Regions from separate parts of the Mus musculus genome. Here regions 1 and 3 are each linked to region 2. A link is a contact called in public HiChIP or PLAC-seq data. All regions are on one chromosome and are shown on one strand. Each heading gives the region's core, a stretch centred on a gene start, on an enhancer-like site or on the middle of the called end of the contact. The rest is flanking DNA. Distances are from core to core; before and after follow the strand shown. Region 1 has its middle 4.1 kb from the start of Ppy. Region 2 has its middle 22 kb from the start of Gm39392. Region 3 holds the start of Tmem101 (transmembrane protein 101).

The links. HiChIP or PLAC-seq counts read pairs in DNA pulled down with a chosen protein or histone mark.
Region 1: a contact with region 2 is called in an HNF4G HiChIP or PLAC-seq map of pancreatic cancer cells. The contact joins two enhancer-like sites. A contact is called at or near these places in 4 of 39 promoter capture datasets (3T3-L1-derived adipocytes, liver and maxillary cranial neural crest), 2 of 484 Hi-C or Micro-C datasets (bone marrow-derived macrophages and cortical neurons), 2 of 115 datasets of contacts at active chromatin or transcription factors (embryonic limb bud and pancreatic cancer cells) and 3 of 9 other capture datasets (adipose tissue, liver and macrophages).
Region 3: a FOXA1 HiChIP or PLAC-seq map of pancreatic cancer cells shows a contact between it and region 2. The contact joins the promoter of Tmem101 here to the enhancer-like site in region 2. A contact is called at or near these places in 2 of 39 promoter capture datasets (embryonic stem cells and hippocampal neurons), 2 of 484 Hi-C or Micro-C datasets (both in embryonic stem cells), 3 of 115 datasets of contacts at active chromatin or transcription factors (embryonic forebrain, embryonic midbrain and pancreatic cancer cells) and 1 of 9 other capture datasets (embryonic stem cells).

Annotation. Positions count from the first base shown.
Region 1 is chr11:102,095,763-102,098,707 of GRCm38.p6, reverse strand. No RefSeq gene overlaps it. Among named protein-coding and RNA genes, the nearest start is that of Ppy, 4.1 kb to the left of the region's middle. Within about 2 kb of position 1,532, at least 134 of the 459 cell types and tissues checked have an H3K27ac peak or open chromatin away from gene starts, as enhancers often do. A contact at or near this core is called in pancreatic cancer cells, where this site is marked.
Region 2 is chr11:101,806,087-101,808,960 of GRCm38.p6, reverse strand. No RefSeq gene overlaps it. Among named protein-coding and RNA genes, the nearest start is that of Gm39392, 22 kb to the right of the region's middle. Within about 2 kb of position 1,475, at least 49 of the 459 cell types and tissues checked have an H3K27ac peak or open chromatin away from gene starts, as enhancers often do. A contact at or near this core is called in pancreatic cancer cells, where this site is marked.
Region 3 is chr11:102,154,872-102,157,869 of GRCm38.p6, reverse strand. It overlaps Tmem101 (transmembrane protein 101), which reads left to right and starts at 1,463. Exons shown (of 4, transcript NM_029649.2): 1 at 1,463-1,662; 2 at 1,966-2,146. The coding sequence starts at 1,526.

The DNA.
Region 1 (2,945 bases), core at 283-2,782, 290 kb before region 2:
TGTAAGTCCCTATGTAGGTGCTTGGAATTTCTGGATTCTCTGGAAGAGCAGCCAGCTCTCGTAATCCCTGAGCCATCGCTTCAGTTTAAGATGGGTTCCAATGGGGAAAGTTCAACACCCATAGAGGCAGGAACTAGGAACCTGTTCCACACACACCTGGGTTTGATGGCTGGGTGATAGGAAGGTGTGTGTGCTGTGTCCTTGATGACCGGACTTCAGGAACAGACTCCATCAGGTCTCCCCACTTCCTGGGATCTGTGAACCTGAGGTAGGAGGAATGACCCCACCCCACCCCCGCTCTACTCCCCTGTGTTTGATTTTCTGCCACTTTCACAGGCTAGACTGTGATTCCAGCCGGATCTGCTCTTCCATGAACTTTGGCAGGGAGCAGGTCTGGCTGAAGCCCCGATTTTGAAGTTTCTAGGACCAACTCTTTCATCTTCTTTCTCCAAGTCACATCTGGTCACCTTGGAAGCAGTAGATGCAGGGTGAGGTGGTGGAAAGTGGGTGAGTAGGTTGCAGAGAGATGCAGGGAAAAACCTAGGCTGAGATCTATTTGCCCTACAAGAGGAATGACAAGGTTCCCTCCTCACTGGAGGACAGGCCCTTCCTGCCAGTGCCCACAGAAGTCACAGAAACAATAGAGATTCTTGTTAAAAATGTATTTATCCATTCCTTTATTGTCATTGTGTGTTTGCATTACATGTGTGCACACGCAAGTCACGGTACACGTGTCCTTTCTTCTGTCTTATGAGATTGGGGGTGGAAATCTGGCCGGCAGGCTTAGTGGCAAGTGCCCTTACCACTGAGCCATCTTGTCAGTTCCATTATTGCTGTCTATTGTTCAGGCTGCATGGGTAGGGAGGAACAGAGGCACAGCTCATCGTCTAAAGGAGTCTGTGGGTAGCCAGATCCAGGCTAGGCCTCTGGGAGTCTAGGTCCAGCCTGAAGAGGAACATCCCTGGCCCTGGTGTACCCCTTACAAGTGGCCAGGGCTTTCCCTTCTCACTTCTTCCCACTTGCCCAAGGATATGGGTGGAGGCCTCTGCTGGCTGCACCAGCCTTGCCTACCTGGAGCCTGGGGAGGAGGCTAGTGACAGGCGTCCGCGGGGTTCCTGTGTTGGGGGTTTGCTGATGCTTTTCCGTAGGGGGTTCGTGGCATCCAAGTAAGGACGTTCTGTGGTGTTCGATGGGGCAGATTTGGTGGTGTTGGAGGGTTTCATGAGGTTTTTGAATTTCTTCGAACTAGGGGACACGTCATTGCAGAGATCGTGGGGCCGAGACATAAGCAGGGGTGCCAGATTACCTCCCCTCCTCCTCATTCCTCCATCAACCCCACCTGTTGCTGAAGAGCTTCTCCAAGTACTTGTTGATCTGGCCGAAACTTGAAAACCAACTGACCGACCTGGGCTCGGGAATCGGCTGCAGGTGGACCTCGTCCTCCAGGGCGCCACTGGGTGGCACCAGGAGCGCCGCTAGGCAACCCAGAGCCAGTGCGCACGCGCAGGGCAGAGCCACGGTCTGGTGGGGGGAGGGGGAGGGCGGGACAGACAGCATGGTCAGGTGACCCCGAGAAGGGCGATGGGCTGAGGGTGGGACCTAGCTGTGCCCGCCCTGAGTCTACTGAGAAAGCCTGGAGTGTGTGTGTGTGTGTGTGTGTGTGTGTGTGTGTGTGTGTGTGTGTCAGAGCTAAGACCAGGAGCTGTAGCTGCCTCAGTACACATTGGTGCTAGAGCACCTCAAGGAACTCCCTGGTTCCCAGGGAGATTAGGGCACGCCTAGACATGCACTACCATATCTCTGCCCCTGCCGTGCCCACTTCTTGCTGTATTCTATACTAAATGTTTGGAACTATTGTCTGAGTCTCTTCCCAGCCCTACCTCCTGCCACCACATCACAGGTGGGCTCTTTGCAGACTTTCTGTTTGGTGTGGTACTCGCTACCACTTGGATCCATATCTGGCTCTTAGGAACTCTTTAAATGAATAACATAGTTGCACACTGAAGAGCCAGTCCAGCGATTCCTCCATCTCCATTCACGCACAGAACCCCGCCCCCTCCACATCACAGACTGTGATACCCCAGATAGGCTACTTCCTTTGAACCCTTGAGCCCCTGAAATCTCTCTTAGCCTCTTCTCCTCATCTGCACCACCTCAAGCAGGAACAGGAAGCTCTCTATGGCAGCTGTCCTGACCAATAGAATGGCTTCACTTTTTCATGCCCTCAGTGGGCACGTGGAGGGGCCCTTGGTGCCAGTCTCCATCCCCAAGTTCCTGAAGAGCACAGGTGATAGGGGTTCGTCCCACACTTAGCCTCTAGACATTACCATCGTACTGGGCAGGTGCAGAGCGGCAAAGCAAAAGGTCTCTGGCCAGGACGTCAGAGTCCGTTTATATTTCTAGGGATCCCTGACCCTGTCCCACTAAGGCCCCACCCCGGCGAGGCTTTCTCCTGCTCCTGTGTCACGGCCCAGGAATTGGGAACAAAGAGAGTGTGGGGGTGGAAGCACATGGCCAACAGACTGTCTTGACTAGGGCACAGTGTCTTCCAAATGGGAGGCCGAGGTGGGAGGCTCCTGGGGTCAGGTAATTTTTGTTGTTGTTGTTGTTCCAAGATCACACACAGATCCTGGGGAAGAGTTGTCTCTGGGATCGTGAGGGGGCAGTGCCTTTCCAGGGGGCTATTTCTAGGGTCAGCAGAGGCCAGCGCTGGAGAGACGCCATAGCATTCTGCTGAGCTATGGGGGCTCTTCCTTCAGGGTTGCTGTGGGGGCCTAGTATGTCTGCTCTGTATCTAGAACTAGGGGAGCAGAGGGATTGCCCTCTCTTGCTCTGCCCATCCCAGCTAAGTGGAGCCTCTGGGAGGGAGCTGATAAGCCCTGTGGAGAGAGGAATCTTTGCTTCTTAAGTGGTCCACTTACACACTGGGGGTCAGGCTGTGAACC
Region 2 (2,874 bases), core at 226-2,725:
ACCATACACAAAGAGAACTTTTCAACTTCATTTAGAGTACTGGGTTTTCTATACTGACAGCTCAGCTAATGACAGTGTTGAGGCCATAGTCATACTTATTGTAAGCAAGTGATAAGTTATATTTGTGCAGGGTCAGGGTCACTAGTAAGGCAAAGGGGGAAAGGGCCTAGAAGAACCAGAGACCCTGGAGATAACTAGGCCAATCCACTCCTCCTTATAAGGGGAGGAGGAAGGAGCTAGGGAGATGGTCCAGTGGTTAAGGGCACTCGCTACTCTCCTAGAAGAGCTGGGCTCAGTTCCCAGCACCCACGTGGCAGCTCACAACCATCTGTAACTCCAGTTCCACGGGATCTGACACTGTCTTCTGGTCTCCACAGACACCAGGCACACACACGGAGCATATACATACACGTAAGCAAAGCGCTCACATGCGTAAAATAAAAATACATAAATTGTTTTAAAGAAATACCTGGGAAACTGGGGATATCAGCTCAGAGGTGCAGTTCTTGCCTAGCATGCATGAGTCCGTGCATGGAAAGAAAAGAGAGATGGAAGGAGGGGTAGGGTCAGGCTGGAGGTGTGGCTCCCTTGGTAGAAAGCTTGGGTAGCCATCACAAAGCTCTGGTTCCCATTCGTCCTCAGGATAGCATAAAACCAAGCATAGGGACAGGTGCCTGTAGTGCCAGCATCTGGGAGCGGAGATGGAGACAGGATGATCTAAAGTTCAAATTCATCTTTGACTACATAGATAATTCAGGGTTCACCTTGGATATGAGACCCTGTCAAAGGGAAGAGAGGGAGGGAGGAAGGAAGGAAGGAAGGAAGGAAGGAAGGAAGGAAGGAAGGAAGGATGGGCGGGACAGAGGGGAATTATGTGCCCATGGTCAAATAGCATTCACATGCATGTTCATTCACTTATTAACATGTTGGTACTTGGAAACATTCCCCAGTGAGGAGTGGAATATAGAGAAGCCAGTTACCTGCAGGAGCATTCGTCTGTCCCCACCGCTTTGATCTTTATCAAGATCTTTATCACTTGTGGGACTTTTCCTCCCTCACCCTCCCACCCCAGCCTGCTAGCACAGGCAGGGTAGCCCCCACTGGGTCCCTCCACAGAGCTTTTGCCTTGGAGGCCATACTGGGATGCCGGATGCACCTCCAGTCCCACCCTTCTCCCTCATCCTGGGCAATATTCAAAGGGCAGCCTTGGCTACCCAAAGTTCTTCTGAAAGCACAGGGCCACTGTGTGCAGAACACGAATGAACCAGGAGCATGAGTTAGGGGTGGCCCTTTGACTCTTGTGGGGGTGGATATCTGTGTGATGACCACAGCCTAGAAGGACTGAGATGCGGAGGGTGGCACATGTCTGTGCGCATGCCCGAGGCCTGCGGCGTTCATCCTGGTCCTGGTCCTCCCGTTTGTGGGTTCTTTTATTCATTCAGCAAGCTTCTGTTGGCCCAGCACCTCCTCTGTGGTGAGCATCGCCCTGGGACTTGGTGATTCATAGATGAGCAAGACACTCTCTTGCCTAGAAAAAACTTGTGGCTGTATGTGGGGGAGAATCACATGTGCAAAGAATTTCAGCTTGGTGCACAAAGCACCACAATAAAGATACAGGGGACGGGAAAGAGACGGAGGAAGGGAAAGAGGCAGAAGAGAGACAGGGTGAGAAAGCATCTAGAAACGCAAAAGCTAAACTGAGAACACGCAGGGCTCACAGGGTGGGCCAACTGTGAGAAACATGCAGAGGCAGGGCTGATGTTTGCCGAACCAGAGAGCTCAAGTTCAAGGGAGCCGGGAGAGGAGCAAGAGCGAAGGGGGGCAGCTGAGGACCCCGGAGCTTAGGAAGTACAAGCAGTGAGAGTCTAAGCCCGGAGTGGAAACACAGAAATCAGACACGGTCAATTCTTTTGCATGGGAAGGCCCTACGGCCAGGCCTTTACTCTTTGGGCTTCCAAAATGCCGAGTTATGTGGGATGCCCGCGGTCTGTGGGAGAGACATTCTGCCGCGGGCATAGTGACGTCACTGCCTTTCAACCTCCATTCCTCTCTCTCCCTCGGCCCCCTCTAATGCAAAATTTGTGTTTCGTTCCATCTGAATGAGAGAATTAAATCATCCAGATTAAATAAATTAAGTGAATGTCTTCTCCTGGGCAGGAAGCTTGGCACATTTCAGAGAGAATTCCAGCAAACCATCCAGAAACCCATAGATGGGCTGAGAGGCGCCCGAATGAGCAACAGCTAAAAGGGTCTGCCGGAATGGCCAGAGCCCATTTCCCTGTCCTCACCTTCAGCAGTCAGCGGGTGCCTTGTAAAAACACTGGGCGGCAGTTCACTAGAGCAGCTCAGACACTTGGATGCTTGTGGCAGAGACGACGAATCCTACATCTCTACAAGTCACTCTCTGCCTATGAGCCCACAGATACCAAAGAGAGAGGGAGGCTTATGCCCTCTCCCTTTTAGATATTTATTTTATGTGTGTGAGTACGCTGTGGCTGCCTTCAGACACACCAGAAGAGGGAATCAGATCCCATTACAGATGGTTGTGAGCCACCATGTGGTTGCTGAGAATTGAACACAGGACTTCTGAAAGAACAGTCAGTGCTCTTAACTGTTAAGCCATCTCTCCAGCCCCTTTGTGGGCCCCTTTTATTTTGTTTTATCATTTTATTTTATTTTTGGTTTTTCGAGACAGGGTTTCTCTGTGTAGCCTTGGCTGTCCTGGAACTCACTCTGTAAACCAGGCTGACCTCGAACTCAGAAATTCACCTGTCTCTGCCTCCCAAGTGCTGGGATTAAAGGCGTGCCCGGCTTGTGGGCCCCTTTTAAAGTGGCTTTCATACATGCACTGTCTACACTCACACACACACACAC
Region 3 (2,998 bases), core at 214-2,713, 350 kb before region 2:
GCAGACAAAATAGCCTCTAACCCGGGCCTTTTTTCATTCCCCTTGTCTATTATCCATGCCCAATTTGTATCTACACAGTCCTATTTCCCAGTTCTTTGATATACTTAGTCTTTGTTTAAAGAAAGAGGAGGAGGAGGAGGAGGAGGAGGAGGAGGAGGAGGAATGTGAGATGAGCATGGTGACTTTAATTCTAGCACTCAGGAGGCACAGGCAGGCAGAGCTGTAGGTTTAATATTTAATGATGGTTCTTAAATGCTTTAACCTCCCTTTTAGCCAACCACCCACCAGAGTTAGGGAAAGAAAGGATATGGGGGAGGTGGACATGTTTAGAAAGGTTCTTGGGAGCAACTCCCATCTGTGTTGTATGGATACGTAGGTCTCTCCTCTTTTCTTAGGAGACAAAAGCAGCAAGACCAAAAGAGAGGTGACTTAGAGACAAGAGGACTCCTTACTTTAAAAGTTCGGCCAAAGACAGCAAAGACAGAGAATTCTCTCTGGGGTCTGTATCACACCCTTTTATGGGACCCTTATTATCTGCCAAACCACCTTTGCTACATTTAAGTCTCCCAGCAGTGATGAGGTGGAAAGCCATTATCCCCATCTCACACTTGAGTCTCCATTTAGATGACACAGGATCGGTTTTCAGCTTGGAGTCCAGGTCTGGTTATGTCCAGAGTCGGTTGCTTCCATACATCAAGCTGTGTTCCAGGATTTCTGATGTTTCAACCCCATGCTCCTTGCTCCTGTCCCATTTTGAGAGTACAAAGAACACCGGCTTTTGTTTCAGAGATCCTGACTTCAGTCCCCAGCAACCTTAGTGGCTCACAACCATCTATGATAGGATCTGATGCCCCTTTCTGTCATGCAGGCATACATGTAAATAGAATATTCATATACATAAATAAACAAATCAGAGCTGGAGAGATGGCTCAGCACTTAAGAGCACTGACTTCCAGAGGTCCTGAGTTGAATTCTCAGCAACCACATGATGGTATACAACCAACTGTAATGAGATCTGATGCCCTGATGGTGTGTCAGAAGACAGCGACAGTACACTCATAAATAAAATAAATAAAAATTCTTAAAAAAATAAACAAGTGGTCTATATTTTGTTTTTAATGTATGAGTGTTCTGTTTTCACGTACACCGGTATGCCAGAAGAGGGCATCAGATCCCTTTAAAGACGGTTGTAAACCACCTTGTGGTTGCTGGGAATTGAACTCAGGAGCTCTGGAAGAGCAGCAGTGTCCTTAACCGCTGAAACATCTCACCAGCCCCTAAACAAATCTTTTCTTTTTAAAGGGAAAGAAAGGGCAAATTGAAGCTCTGAGTTCTCTTCATGGGGAGCGTTCAGAAAGGCTGACTCCTCCTTCTAGAACACATTTTTCCCACCCGGAACTAGGGAGCAAGAGCTTTGTTTCCCGACGAAAAGAAAAACAGTCAGGGACCGGAAGTTGCCTGTATCATTCCCCGCTGCTGGTCTCCCGGACCCGGCTGAGGCCGTAGCGGACTGCCCTTTCCCAAGATGGCTTCGAAGATTGGATCGAGACGCTGGATGCTGCAGCTGATCATGCAGCTGGGTTCCGTGCTGCTCACGCGCTGCCCCTTTTGGGGCTGCTTCAGCCAACTTATGTTGTACGCTGAAAGGGCCGAGGCGCGCCGGTGAGCGCGCCCACGAAGTCGTCGAATGCGGTGGGGGGCGGTCCGACCTGTCCCAGGAACTGGGGTGCGGTGATGTTGGGGCCCAGAAGTCGGGATACTTAGACTGGGAGGAATTGGTACTCAAACAGGTTGGAAGATGCTCTCTTTCGATTGTACGGCCATTACTGATGTGGCGGCGGCTCCGGCAGTGAGAAGGATCTCGGGTTTTTGGGGGGCAGTGGCGATTGCAGGAACTTACAGAGGTCCCCAGATACTTACTCTCTATTCATTCTGTCCTCCTTGTTCCCTACACTCGATCCACAGGAAGCCCGACATCCCAGTGCCTTATCTATATTTCGACATGGGGGCAGCTGTGTTGTGTGCTAGCTTCATGTCCTTCGGAGTGAAGCGGCGTTGGTTTGCGTTGGGCGCCGCGCTGCAGCTAGCCATCAGCACCTACACCGCTTACATCGGGGGCTATGTCCACTACGGGGACTGGCTAAAGGTGAGCACGGGGACTCTAGACGAGATTTAGCTATGGGAAGGAGCTGAAGGTTCCTGATGTATGTGGTGGGCATGTATGGTACTCCTGAACTTGAAGCCCGGGAAAACTGAGGTACTAGGTTTGCAGCAGTTTTGTGGCAATCATTACAGACCACAGACGTGTCAGACCCATAGAGACCACACCGACCTCCCTTGTAGACTGTGAAAAGGGAGGTCCAGAGATGGAAAATGGACTCTCCCAAAATCATGCCACAGTGTATGGAAGGGATCGGTAACCCAGAGTTATCTGATTCTCAGAATCTTTTAAACCATTACTTTATTGGTGTCAGACTTGTAAAACAAAAGAGGCCTTGGAGAATATCTGGTCTACCCATCAGGTTTTATGAAATGTGATTAATACTAGTGCAGAATTTGTGCCTTCAAATGCAGATGCTTATACCGGCTACTGGTAGCCTAGAGGTGAGGTAGCTTGGAGGCAGGGTCCGAAAGGATCAGACTGTCAGTCTAGTAGGGGAGGCAGGTGTGAACAGCTATGGGATAGTGGGCCTATTTGTTTTGCATTGTTTTGTTTCTAGACAGGGTTTCTCTGTAGACCAGGATGGCTCAAACACACACATACATCTGCCTCTGTCTCCCAAGTGCTGGTATTAAAGGCATTCACCGCCGCCACCACCACCACCACTGCCTGGCTGGCTGTTCTTGTTTTAGTTGCTATAGAGTCTATACTACATAGTGGGAAGAACCCTGCCATTATGTTTCAGGCTAGGGGTGGAGGAGATGGCGATCTGTGGCAGCTGGGTTCTGCCACTTTCTGTAGGACCATGGACAGTTTCTTTACCCCTCTCAGCCCTCA